Linked DNA regions of Gossypium hirsutum: region 1 is linked to region 2. The links are chromatin contacts, called in public Hi-C maps. All regions are on one chromosome and are shown on one strand. Each heading gives the region's core, a stretch centred on a gene start, on an enhancer-like site or on the middle of the called end of the contact. The rest is flanking DNA. Distances are from core to core; before and after follow the strand shown.

Evidence for each region. Hi-C and Micro-C count contacts between places; a contact is called where the count stands out from the background.
Region 1: a Hi-C map of leaf shows a contact between it and region 2, with 2.5 times the contacts expected there. The contact joins the promoter of LOC107909697 here to the promoter of LOC107909701 in region 2. A contact is called at or near these places in 5 of 34 Hi-C or Micro-C datasets (all in leaf).

The regions. Positions count from the first base shown.
Region 1 is chrD02:60,345,052-60,352,398 of Gossypium_hirsutum_v2.1, reverse strand. It overlaps LOC107909697 (ARM REPEAT PROTEIN INTERACTING WITH ABF2), which reads right to left and starts at 1,332. Exons shown (of 4, transcript XM_041088920.1): 1 at 197-1,332; 2 at 1-195. The coding sequence starts at 1,134. LOC121214747 (a long non-coding RNA gene) reads left to right here and starts at 4,272. Exons shown (of 4, transcript XR_005910483.1): 1 at 4,272-4,786; 2 at 6,900-6,964.
Region 2 is chrD02:60,150,179-60,157,597 of Gossypium_hirsutum_v2.1, reverse strand. It overlaps LOC107909701 (60S ribosomal protein L27a-3), which reads right to left and starts at 4,459. Exons shown (of 1, transcript XM_041088917.1): 1 at 3,820-4,459. The coding sequence starts at 4,377. The coding sequence ends at 3,937. It also overlaps the pseudogene LOC107907867.

The sequences.
Region 1 (7,347 bases), core at 83-2,582, 200 kb before region 2:
TTAGCAAGCATCCATAAAGCTTCAGCACAATTAATTTTCAACTGAAGTTTAACTTCAGGCTTCTCATTTTCTCTTTCTTTCCTATGATTTCCTCCCCTACTACTCCCTTCCATATGCAAATTCGAGTAGGAGTTCGAATACGGTCTATAACTATAGTTTCTCGAAGTCGATCCAGCAGAAGAAAATTTCTGATCGAACTATAGAATGAATGCTTTGCTTACCCAACTGTGTCTTAGAATCTTCCACAAAAGTCTCGAACGATAACAAAGTGACCAACGGCCTAATCACATTCTCTCTGGCGAAATCCTCTTGAGCCACAGGGTCATGCTCCGCCATTCTCACCACTAGTTTTGCTACCGGAATTTGAACCTTCATAAGGGAATCTCCCAACACTTGAACCACAATTGGAACCCCCATTTCATCGACAATACTCCTAACTCTTTCCTGCTCGTTTGCTAAAACAAGAAGCGCATTAGCCGCTGCGATTTGGGCATCCGCTGAAGAGCTTTCTTTGAGAAGCTTTAACAAAGGAGGGATGCCGCCTTCTTCGACGGTTATCTTTTTGTTTCGGTCGTTGTCTCGAGCGATAGACGCGAGGTTATTAGCAGCTTCAATTCGATCGGTTAATTGGCCCATTTGGACGGTGGCGATGTAAGACCAAACCCAGGAAATAATCGGGTCGTTGCTAGCGATCGGGGGGAGGGAAAGGAAGATTCCGCTGGCAGTACCGTTGTTCTCGGTGTCGAGGACTCCCATGAGCCACTTCATGTCGCCGATGGAAGCGTCCAGAAGGTTCAACACTTTGCGGAAATCGGTGGCACTCGTGATCCTCACGACTCGACGCAAGATGCTCTGCCTCTTGCACTTTCGGACTAAGGTGAGGGCTCGCTCTAGATTCTTGGAGACCTCGGAGACTACCCGGCGAATCGGGCGTTCGTAGAGGGCTTGAACCGAGGTGGTGGAGCGGACCAGGGTTCGAAGCATTTGGGAAAGCCGATCTACTAGCTTCCCCACCTCCCCACAATCAACTTTAAACGACTCCGCCTCGTCCGCCGCCGCCCGAACTCGCTCAGCTAGCATAATCGGATACGAAAGCTCATCCTCGATTCTTTTCTCCTCCGCCGATCCCATCATCAACTCAATGAGTTAATACGTTTGGTGAGTCCTGGGCGAGTCAAGAAGTAGAAAATCAATCAGCCTTAGCTAGCTGCTACTGACGTTTCTTTTAGGAAGCTCCTCCTCTTCTAGGGAATTGTGCTGTTTTTTTTACACCATTATTGGTATCCCACTTTCCACGCAGCGCGTGAATGGAAAAACAACGATAATAGTAAATGATAATAATAACAAATTAAAATGCACCAAAAGAAGATGACGAGGAGTCAATTGATTAAGTTTTTTACATTTCGTAATAGGAAGGTGAAAAGCACTTGCTCGGAAGCATCACTTGAAAATTATTCCTTCCTTCCTTTTCATTTTCTTTTACTGGTTTCCGGTCAAAGCATTCTTTTCCATCTATTTTTAATTTATATTACTTTAATTTTCCAATTACTTTCGGACCATCTTAATTCATACTGCAACTCAACACATATTCTGATAATTAATACAACTGTAAGACAAGGGTTGGCGTCACATTTTTTAGCCCATATAGACAAAAATATAAAAGAATTATGAGACTGGAAAGAAAGAAAAAACCCTTAGCCGTTGACCCGATGATGTTGTAGAAAAGATAAACAGAGTGATGAAAATTTTGAATTGTTGACCACGCAATTTGTGTTCTATTTTCCGTGCTTAATTACTATTTTATTCATTAGTTTTCTAACAAGTGACTCAGACATTCCTTGACTAAGCAGCCCAACACCCCATCAAATTATTTGATGATGAAATCTATTGAGCAATCTTCTGCAATTAATAAAATAATTGCATTTTTAAGGGAAAAATGGAGTGATAATTTTTACGACCACCAATATACTCAGACAAGAACTATCATTATTATTCAGAGGTTCAAACTACATTACGATTCTTTAACAGTAAGATAGAAATGTTGATGCTTATTTTAGTACTAAATAATATGGGGCATATGGCTCAATTATTGGATCTTTGATGAAAATAATGTTGCTCACTGCTGAACTCCCTTTTGAACATATCAATTCAAAGGCTTAGCAATTATAATGTCTTGGATAGAGTTCGTTGACATATTATTTTCCTTACATGCATACATGGTGGGTAAAGTAGCATGGAGTTGTATGTAGTTAAAGTTTGATTGTATTTTGTTTTTTCTACTTAAAAATTAGATAAATTCATCTTTTTTATTAAAAAAAATTATTTATTTGTACTATTAAAAACTAGTATGAATGACGAAATAACTTGACAATGACATGTGTATGCCACGTATATCTCATACTGACGTATAAGAACCAATTTTTAGCAATAAAAATGAATGAAATTTATAACAAAAAGAATTACTTTGCTTTTTGATATAATGTATATAAACTAATTTGCCTCTTTTTTAATAGAGAAAGAAAAATGCAATCCAACTCTAAATACAAGGACTTTCATGATACTTTTATTATATACGATATTAATTTCTCATCAATTATGCATTCACATCTTATTCAATTTGTAAAATAAATTATAAAGCTCAATGAATTAATACGAACAATATCTTAGAAATAAGTGTTTATTTAGTATTATAGTTTATTCTAGTTTATAGTGATTGGGGTGTCATTGAGCTAACCCAAGCTCAAACAATAAGAAGCTCAAGTTCTATTAGATATTCAAGGGTTGAAGTTTGGCTAGCTCAAACTTGATACTAAGATTGAACTACTAACTTTGCTTAATTAGGCTTGTTGATTATGCGAAACCCCCTCCCCTCAATTCTCATGTTTGATTTCAAGTTGGATTATTTATGCTTTTTGAGTTAAAATTAACTTTTCAATACTAACTGCAATATGGGTCCACTTATTTAAGCTAGGCTAGATAATGGTCGATTGAATTCAAGTTATTATTCTTGTTGTCCATTTTTTTTATAGCTAAAGCTAAGTAATTTGCAAATGAAAATGATTTCTGTCCAAAATGTGCTTGGGTTTTGGGCATTTAAAAGCTCAAGTTTACTCTCATAGAATTTTAAAATAAAATTTTAATTTTTTTTCTCATGTAAAAGTATTACTTTTCTCTATAAAAGTATAATTATTATGTTTAACTTCCCAATATACCTAACTCAATACTCATTAGTTAACTTATTTATTTTTTATTTAAACCCCCCCCCCAAAAAAAAAGAAGAAGCATAATTTAAGAAAAATTGAAACTTAATGAAATTTATCTTCTGTACTATTAATTAATGAAATCCATTTCACCGAAATATTACACTGAATCTTAAATTGATCTATTAATCTGAAAATGGAGTGAACAAGTTCAATTCATATTTGATTTTTTTATTATATATTTTACCCATCATTTTAAAGTTTAATTCATATTAAATCATGAAATCTGCCCTTTTTCTTTCTTTCTTTTACATCCCTAATATTCTTTCTATATAAACCAAGTTTATTTTTCTCTACATCATAGCATGCAATGGTGGAGCCACACGTAAAATTGTGAGGTCAATTAATTTCATAATTTTTTAAAAAATTACTTTATAAAAAGTAATATAAGTAGTAAATTAAGTTATTAACCCAATAGCAATATTTTCTTTCAATATTCATAATTTTTTTCACAAAATTTTCTTATTCTCTCATACTCTCTCCATAATTTTTACAAGATAAATTATCAATATTTCAATACTTTTAAGTAGGTTTCTCTAATTTGATAACAATGCTTCTTTTCTTTTCAAGCTTTATCGATTCATCTCTAAAAAAAAATTAAAATTGTGGCTTTACTTGTGATAAATTAGAATTTTTATGCAAGATTAAGTTTTTTTTGATGGAATAATTTTGGGATAATGATTTTGTATAAGATTACTAATATCTTAATTGATTTATATTTTTTTTACAGAATATCAATACAAATTCTTGAAGAAATTAGGACTGGTTGTTTGTATAATATTGTATTTATTGAATATAGATTAAAAATTATCGTTGTTAATGTGATTTTGTACATATTGTGTGTTCATCTTGTGTTTTACATATTGTATTACGTAATTAATTATAGTCATAGTTGGTTAATTTGTTACAATTTCAGTTAGAATGTTAGTTAGCTAGCCATAGTTGGTTATATATTCATTCTTGTAAACTTCATTCATTAATGAATATTTTTCCAACAAATTCTTTCTTCCAATATGGTATTAGAGGCCTTCTCTTGATTTTTTTCATTATTTTTTTGTTTTCCTATTTCATTTTCTTGGCATTTTCTCACCAACCAACCAAACATTTTATTTTATTTTTGATTTATTGAGTTTCAACATGGTTTCTATGACTGATCAATTTGACAATGGTAATAATCTTTATTACCTAAGGTTCTGATAACCTAAGGTTGCATTTGGTTTCTCAAACATTATTGTTTGACAATTACAACACTTGGCATCATTCTATGATTATGGCGTTATCAACCAAGAACAAATTGGGTTTTGTTGATAGATCTGTTGTTTGACTGGAATCTTCTTTAGTTGATTGTCTCAATGCTTGGACACGAACGAACAATCTTGTCACTTTATGGATTATCAATGCTATTTCAAAGGATATCGCTGCTAGTTTATTGTACCATACTTCTACAACAGAGATTTGGAAGGATCTTGAATGTAACAGCCTGTTTTTCAGAGGTTTCAAAATCTTGTTCTTTGATGATCGAATCTGTAAGTATTATTAATTAATATTTACAAATAAATTATAATATTATATTAAATTGGATCTAATGAATTTGTTAACTGGATAGTTAGTTTGGGTACAAGTGTTTTGACCATAAAGTCATTGATATCGAAAAATGAGGCATCAAGACCTTGTTTTCGTAAATTGAGCTCACAAATATATTTATTAAATATTTACAGAGTTATTAATAGATGAATTAAATTTTGGATATGAAAATTTTCTGAATTAGTGATTAATTAAGGTATAAAGACTACATCATAAAAATGGTAAAAGTTAATCATTATAGATTTTTATTTTCTATGTAGTGAATTAGCCATTAAATCAAGACTTGAAATAGAAACTAGACCCGTATAAATTTGTGGTGGCCTGAAGTTATAAGTAAATTAATTTTAAATTTTAATTATAATGAAAATGTATAAAACATAAAAAAAACAATTAAGAAATAAAGAAAAGGTAAACATCTTTATCTTTTCTTCTCCACGAAAACACCAAGACAAAACCTACAAAGTCATTGTTGAGCTTCAAACCGTTCAACCCTCCCAAAATTGGTATGTTTCTAAGTCCTTTTCTCGTAATTTTTATGTTTTTGTAATCTCGGGAGCTTGATTTAACTAACTCGGGGATTAATTTGTAAAACTATTAAAAATTTCAAAAGTTTCCATTGTTGAATCTTGAAGCTTTTGGTACTAAATTGTTAGATTTTAAGCTTAGATATGAAAAACGACTAACTTGTAAAGTGAAATTTGTTAGTTTTGTACATAGGGGCTAAAATATGATTATTTCAAAATTAGCATGAAATGTAATTATTTTTAATATAGGGCTATATGAGGATGTAGTTGAGATCGATTTCAAAATCGAAGCTTAAATTTGAAAATGATGATAAATTCAATTTTAGTGACTAAATTGAATAAAATGTAAAACTTGAGAGAGTATTTGATAGAAGAAATTGAACTGATAAATAACTATAATAGGCTGTTAAATGATGTTTGGAATTGATAATTTGATTGAATTATGATATAGATCGAGATTTAAACCAATAGGAGGATAATCACGAAAAAAAATTACGGATTAGTCCCTGATACCTTCTTGATTGCTATTTTTACCTGGTAAGTTCATATGGAACTTATTATGTTGATTTTATTTATTTAAGTGTTATAATATCTTGTTTGTTAGTTGAGTTGTAGTGGAAATGTTAAGTTTTAATATCGAATGGATTAAACTGCGAAGTATGTAATATAGAACATTTTTAAATAAATGCGCGTCAATGGATGGTTATGAAATGTTTATATGGTAAAACGATATGTATAAATGATGATATTAGAGAGATTAAAAATGCACGAATACAAAACAATGCCCGTGAGAATTTAGTAAATATTACGATACAAATAGCAACCAATTACCATTTTAAAGGAATTGGGTGCTGGTCAGGGATTACTTTATCGATGGCTGAGATCCGACATATGTTGCAGATTCTCTAAAGCTTGTGTGAGCAGCACTGAATAGAGTTAGCACAACAATCTTGACCTACAGCTTGTGAGAGTAGACCTAAATGGTACAAAGTAAGTGCTGGTTAAGGACTTAGTTATTGATGATTGAGATCCAACATATGTTGTGGATTCTCTATAGCTTGTGTGAGTAGCATCAAATAAAACTTATATGAACAATTCCAACCTATAGCTTGTGTGAGTGTAAGCAAAATTATATGTTACAACTTGTGTAAGCAATCCAGTCCTGAGCATCCTAAATTTATTTACTATAGTTCTTTGGGAAAATATATTGACAAGTTGATAAAGAAATGGTTGGAAAGACTAATAAGGAACGTAGTTGACATGTTTGTAATATCATATATGTTGGAATAGAATAGTACTATTTGGTGTATGTGTGTGATTTGAGCACTTTGACGTTATGGTATTAATATGTTAACTTGATGATGGTTTTGAGAAATTGTATAAATAGGCTTAAGGATGTCAAAGTATCACCACGTTGTGCATCTTTGAGTTTCTATTGATTAATTGATACAATACTAGCTAAGTTGATTTAAATTTCGTATGGATTTACTAAGTATTTGTTATACTTACCATTGACTTCACTTACTTGTAGATTGTTGACTGCGGAGTGTGAAGATCGGATTGGTTTGGAGCTCACACTATCCACCTCCTGTTTTGGTAGCCTTTTGATCATTTTGAGCTCGGTTATATGTGGCATGTACTTAGGAGTGTCATACTATCTTATAATGTTGTTTTTTTGGAACTCTACTTGAATTAAGCTTATGTATAAATGTTAATAGTATAAGTATGCATATTAGAGAATATAATGTGTTATGTTTTTTTGGTGCTTAATGTTGGATATATTGAGTATGGATTAACTTGAGAAAGTGAATGTTAAATAGCTTGAAATGTTACAAAAGTTTTTTTTACGTAAATTGGTGCCGACATATTGGTTCATATGTTGGAATGGTGTTTAAATGGCATGTGTTTGGTATGAATTGTGTTGGCATAGGTTGTGTTAAGTGATTCATTTGAGTTGAATTGGATGACAATTTGAAATG
Region 2 (7,419 bases), core at 3,210-5,709:
CTGGGTGAAGATGGAATGTCTCAAGAAAATGTCTAATTTGCGAGGTTTGAGCAGCAAGATAGTGCGCTTGCTTCTTGGCTATTATCTTCAGTAAGTCCAGCAGTTCTCCCTCATTTAATTGGCTTGGACACGAATGCACAGATATGGAATGCTATTGTATCTCTGTATGGAAGCAAATCTACCTCTAGGATGATGTTTTATCGTCATGCCTTGCACTCACAACGCAAGGGGGATCTTTCTATGCGAGAATTCTTAATGAAGGTTAAATTCTTTTGCGATAATTTGGCTGGCTGTGGGGAGGTCATCAGCAATCATGAACATGTCACAGCCATTTTAAATGGGCTACCGTCTGAATATGAGTCTATTGTCTCAATCATTGTTGCTAGTCCAACTCCGTACAGTCTTCAGATTGTCACGACCATGTTGGTTGATGTTGAATCTCGACAACAAGTCATGGTGGCTGAAGCTCCTAGCTCTGCCAATCTTGTTTCTCAACAGCCTGCTGAGTCTGTTACTAGCAGGTCAACACCACCTTATCAACCATCTAACTCTCGAGGTCGTGGGTGTGGCCGTTCTTCTAGCACGCGGGTCCAATGCCAACTGTGTGGAAAAATAGGACATCTTGTAAACCGTTGTTATTTTCGGTTTGATGCGTCCTACAAAAGCACCAACTACAGACCTCCACCACAAGCGAATGTGTGTATGTATGCACCTACTGTGGTTCTACCTTCACCCAACTGGACATGTCAAGTGCCTCCCTCGTCTACCTGGCCAAATCTTTTTGCTGGTAACACAGTACAATAGGTTTCGTCTGTGGTTGTGTCTGCTTCTCAGCCTCATGCTTTGGTGGCTACCCCTGACACTGTTGGAGATCCTACATGGTATCCTGATTCTGGGGCAACTCATCACCTTACTCACTCGGTTGAATCTCTTGGTGACAACACGTCTAGTCATGGGCCAGGTAAGGTCTATGTTGGCAATGGTAATTTTCTGCTTGTTTTATTCTCTGGTCAGTCCTCTCTTCTTACTAAGACACAACCACTTTACATGAAGTCTTTGCTATATACTCCTGGAATAACTAAACACCTTCTTTCTGTGTCTAAGTTCACAAGAGATAATCAGGTGATGTTTGAATTCCTTCCTACACAGTGTTAAGTGCGTAACTTAAAGACTAAGGAGGTACTTCTTCAGGGTTCCATGCATCATGGCCTGTATAAACTTCATCTCAGAAATACTCCTAAGAATGATCAGTCTATTCATGCAGCTTGTTGTTTTCAAACTCATGCTTCAGTTTCTCTAAGTGTGTGGCACACTAGACTAGGTCACCTTTGTAAAAATATATTGTTCAATGCCTTACAACGTTGTAATATGCCTTTTGATGGAAATAAAGATTTGTTTGCATGTGTTGCGTGTCACTTAGGCAAAGACCACAAACAACCGCTACACTCAACAGTGTCTCAATATGTTGCACCCTTGCAGCTAGTAGTAGCCGATGTTTGGGGTCCAGCTCCAGTAACCTCCAATGGTTTTCGCTATTATATGGCATTTACTGATGCCTATACCAGGTTTACATGGCTCTATTTGCACAATAAGTCTGAAGTTGTTACTATGTTTCCTCATTTTCACAAGCAAGTTGAGAGAGTTCTTAGGTTGAAGCTTCGAACACTACAAACAGATGGTGAGGGTGAGTTTCCCTACACATCAGTTCCTTCTCCTGGTCAATCTACCTTATCTTTGCCTGCCTCTCTGTCTAACTCACCAGCCTCACCACAAACTGTTCGGCCTACCTCTCCCATATCTTCTGGTTCCCCGACTACCTCTATGTCTCACTTACTTGTTCCTATAGTCCCACCATCTTCTCATCCCATCCCACAAAACTCCCATGCTGTGATCACTCGCAACAAAGTTGGTGTCTTCAAAACCAAGGTTTATCTCAATAGCGTTGACTTATCGTCTGACACTTCTACTGATATTCATGTTGCTATGACTCATAAGCACTGGAGAGATGATGTTCTTGCTTAAATGAATGCTCTCGTCAGCAACAACACCTGGAATCTTTGCCCGACCTCTTTACAGCGTCGAACAATTGGTTGTAAGTGGTTATTTAAAATAAAGAAAAAAGTTGATGGCACTGTAGACATGTACAAAGCTCGATTGGTAGCTAAGGGCTTTTCTCAGCATGCAGGGACTGATTTTTGGGATACGTTTAGTCTAGTGGTACGGGAAGTTACGATAAGAACAGTGCTTGCTATTGTTGTGATGAAAGGGTGGCCACTACGACAGGTGGATGTGAATAATGCATTCCTAAATAGGAAGCTAACTGAAGAGATTTTCATGGATCAACCAGCTGGTTTTGATGTGTACGGCCCCAATGGTCAGCAGCTGGTCTATAAGCTGAATAAAGCTTTGTATGGTTTACGTCAGGCTCCCCGTGCATGGTTTCACACACTCAAACAGTTTTTGGTAAGTCAACTGAGTTTTCATGCGACACAAGCTGATCCCTCTTTGTTCATTCATAGGTCTGGTGACAGTCAGATGATTCTTATGGTCTATGTCGATGACATAGTCATCACTGACAGCTCCCGTAAAGACATTGATGATGTGGTGCATCAACTTCACGGTCAGTTTGCTCTAAAAGACTTGGGACAGCTTAGTTTCTTTCTTGGCATTGAGGTTCAGTCCATGTATCAAGGACTGTTACTCACCCAGCGAAAGTACATTCAAGACATACTACGAAAAGCAGGAATAGAGGGTGTAGCTGCCACACCTACCCATATGGTTAGTTTTCCTAAGCTGGTTGCTTCTAATGATGGTCAAGCGGCTGTCGATGGACACCTTTACCGTAGCACTATTGGTATGCTACAATATCTATGTATTATACGGCCTGACTTATCCTTCTGTGTTAATAAACTAAGTCAATACATGAATTCACCTAGTGAGGTTCATTGGAAAACAGTTAAACGAGTTCTTAAATACCTAGCTGGAACCATGGAACATGGGATATTTTTCTCCAAAGGACAGTTTAAACTGGTGTGTTACTCAGATGCTGACTAGGCCTCTTCAGTTGAAGGCAGGCGTTCTACCACAGGTTATGTTATCTACCTAGGGCCAAACCCAATAGCTTGGTGCTCCAAGAAGCAAGCTGTTATGTCCAGGTCGTCTTCAGAAGCTGAATACCGCAGCCTGGCAAACTGTGTATCCGAGCTCGTGTGGGTTCGACCGCTACTAGAAGAGATAGGGGTTCATATAGAATAGCCACCAATTGTCTGGTGTGATAACACGTCTATAGTGTCTATGTCTGCTAATCCAACGCATCATGCAAGAGTTAAGCATGTTGAAATAGACTATCACTTTGTCTATGAGAAAGTGGTTGATGGCTCACTACAAGTCAACTATGTTCCATCATCTAGTCATATTACAAATGCTCTTGCTAAACCTATTGCTCCCAAGAAGTTTGCAGGTTTTCGAGAGGCACTTCAAGTTACAAAAAAAGATATAGTGACTGAGTTTAAGGAAATTAAAAGACCAGGAGAATGTTAGAGTAATAAAAGATAGTTGGTTAGTCGATAAGCTGTTAAGCCAGCAGTTAGTCAACAGTTAGTTGGTTAAGAAAGTTAACAGTCTATAGTCTTTGTATAAATACATGAGTTGATCTTCCATTGCAACACAAGTTGATAATATTCATCAATATCTATTATCTGTATAATTCAACACTGACGATAGAGATAGCACGAACAGCTAATAGCAATCTCATTAAAGTATCAAGAATTTCCCCATCTTAACTTAAATCAAGCAAATGCAACAGAGCAAAACACGAGAAAATAAACACCATACCATATATTGTTGAAGCAAAATTAAGAATGTTATTGTAAAATCTCATTTCAAAAATTAAGTCCTAGATGATAATATAAGAGAACAAAAAGCAAAAACCCTAACCTAGGCAGTGAGAACAACCGTCCCATCAGCCTCCTTAATCTTCTTCTCAGCAGTCTTAGACACTAACTTAGCCTTAACCACCATTGGTTGATTCTGGGGCAGCACACCTTTTCCCAAGACCTTAAAGTACCCAAACTGGGCCACGTCGATCATCGGCGCCGAATCCTTGTTGGCCTTTGCCTTCACGTCTTGTGGGACGAGAGACCAGAGCTTGTCGATGTTGACGATGGGGCAGTAAAACTTGTTGCGGAGTTTGTGGAAGTACCTCATACCCACTTTCCTGAAATACCCAGGGTGGTACTTTTCGAAGAGGATCCGGTGGTAGTGTATACCTCCGGCGTTTCCTCGACCCCCCGGATGCTTGCGGTGCTTGCCCATACGGCCATGACCGGCGCTCACGTGGCCGCGCTTCTTACTGTTCTTCTTGAAACAGGTTGTCATTGTTAGACACTTGGATTGAACGGGACTTCTGTAAGCGCGGCTGATAGATGAGAAAAATGAAAATAGGTTTTTGTCAGTTTTTATTGTGTGGTGGACAATGGTTTTTTTGCATTTTAGGGCTTTGTGATTTGATGGATCTAAACAGGGGTTGGCCCTTATCACGTTGGGCTTAAAGGGTGCAAAATTGATTTGGATCTTAGAATTGTGATTTTTTTTTATTTGGGAAAATATATAGATAAATTTAGCATAGGAGATATTTTGATTTGGGTTGGGCCTTAAGGCTAGTTTCACACTTACTCGGCTAATGTGTTCACTACTAATTTAAGTAAACTAAATCATGTTTCTTTTGCTTTGTTGAAAGGGTTGTAACAAACAAATAATTACAGTTTTTAAGGTAGCGTTGCAGCCTACAAATTGCCTCGCGATACCATGACAATCAACTGAACACGTCGTTGCATTAGCCATGTGGATTTCAACACGCTCACTTCTGGTGTACATTTAAGAGCAGGAAAATGAAAGCCCTCTCTTTGCTGAACCTCAAAGTTACAGCCTTGCCTCCCTTCACGGCAACAGTTTTATTTTCAAAGTTACAACTATGGTTGCATTGAGAAATTTTGGTTATTGTTTTATAGTCATCTTATTCTTCACTCACTGCTGTATGTATTGTTTCAGCTTCGCCTCAAATGAACACTTAAATCCCTGTGGTACCAAGCAAGAAATTAACCTTATGCCTCACTCACTTCATGCATTTCTCATGCTCAAGGGTAGACGGTAATAATACTAGAAAATAAAGAAAACTCGATCAAAGTATCGTCTTCAAAATAATTTTATCCTACAAAGTTTAGATCCCAAGATACCAATTACAAAATATGATGGTCACCAAGTGAATTACCAATTTATGGTCCATAATAAATGTCTATTTCTTTCCCTTCTGCATCCATGAACTTTAACATAACTTCTTGAATACGTAGGACCACATTAAGCAATGGCACCACATATAACACACCATTCCCAGATTAGTAAATTGCTAATGTCAATGAAGCAGGGCAGCTAAGACATATGCTTTTCGTACTTTCATTTTGGTCTGCAACACCTATTAATAAGCTGGGTTTCAGCATGGAAAATGGGGAATGGCTCAACTAGGGGTATAATCGAACCGAGCTAAGCCCAAATACTGCCAAGCTTGGCTCAAGATATAATCGAGCTCGATTAAGCTCCTTTACCAATTTCTGAATTTGAGCTCAAGCTCAACTCATTAATTAAGTTTAGGGTTAATAATTATATTAAGGATAATAGCATAATTTAATAATATAAAATTATGAAAAGCTCAATAAAACTTACGATCCGTTCAAGTCAAGTATTACTACGCTCGAATTCGGCTCGACGGAGAGCTCGACTCAATAATTACTAAAGCAAGTTCAAAGTTTTTTCGAGTTGAACTCGAGTAACTTATGAGCACCAACTGATTGCATCTTAGACCATTAAAATTTATTCCAAAATTCACCAACACAAAAGAGAGCTATCACTAGTCCCCCCATAAAATTCATCATAAATTCCATGCCAAAGTTTTGAACCGCTTCAAACTATGCAGGAAAACCTTAATCGCATACATCACATACAACAAGCCATTGCATCCGGGGCTAATAAGTTTTCAACGTAAGTCTATGTCTACCAAAATCCATGGTATGCAACAAAACACAACAAGATGAACTACATATCTCAAAACTTATCACATATAATATCTATAATTGGGCCAAAATTACGGATGTTAATGCAAAATCTGATTTCAAAATAAGTCCAAGATAATGATATAACAGAGATGTCATTCAGATCTAAAACCAAAAGACCTAACCTAAGCGGTGAGCACAACCACACCACCAGCCTCTTTAATCTTCTTCTCAGCAGTCTAGGACACCAACTTAGCCTTAACCACGACCGGTTGATTCTCGGGCAACACACCTTTCCTCAGGACCTTAAAATACCCGAATCGGGTCACGTCGATCATCGACGCCGAATCGTTGTTGGCCTTTGCCTTCACGTCTTGTGGGACGAGAGACCAGAGCTTGTCGATGTTGACGATGGGGCAGTAAAACTTGTTGCGGAGTTTGTGGAAGTACCTCATACCCACTTTCTCGAAATACCCAGGGTGGTACTTGTCGAAGAGGATCCGGTGTGGTGCATACCTCCGGCATTTCCTCGACCCCCGGGTGCTTGCGGTGCTTGCCGATACGGCTATGACTGACGCTCACGTGGAATGTTTAGTTATTTTTATTTTATTTTATTTTATTTTATTTTACTTTGGATTTTTATAACTCTAATTTTCTTCTTTCATTACAATTTTTTAACACGGATTTTAATATTCTTATGAAATTGAGGATTTTGTGAAAACCATAACATATTTTAGGTATATGGTCCCTTTTAAATTATTTTTGTCATTAAGAGTCAAACTAATCTCAACACTAATTAAAAGTAAATTTTGAACATATTTTTTAATAAAATAAAGAAACTCCAAATAAATGTAACCATTAATGATATTAAATTCAATAACATTTGTCACATGTTAGTCATGTGTTAGTTATTTTTGTGCTCTCATAAAAAAAAACTAACGTACTTTAGTATTTTGGGATAATTTTTATAATATTGATAAATTTAGGTATTAAATTAGACCACAAAAAGCTTAAGTAATAAATTATTTGAAAAAAAATCATTTTCATGTAATATTGGGCAAAAAAAGGTTATGTACCAAGTAAAGGTCAAAAAATCCATGTACTTAGGCATAATTTGAAATTCAATTTCAATTAAAATTTATCAATTTTGCTAGTTGATTAGGCTACCATAATATAGTCATATGATTGACAGAAATAAACATATCAAATTGATAAAAATTGGTGAAAATGATTTATTGTGTTAATAATTGGATTAGGATTTTAAAATTGAAAAAGTAAGAATACTTAGTTTTTAACTTTTTAAGCACAAGGACTAAATAAAAAATTTTACTAAAGTATAACGACTAAAAATGATTAAATTGAAAAACATTAACTA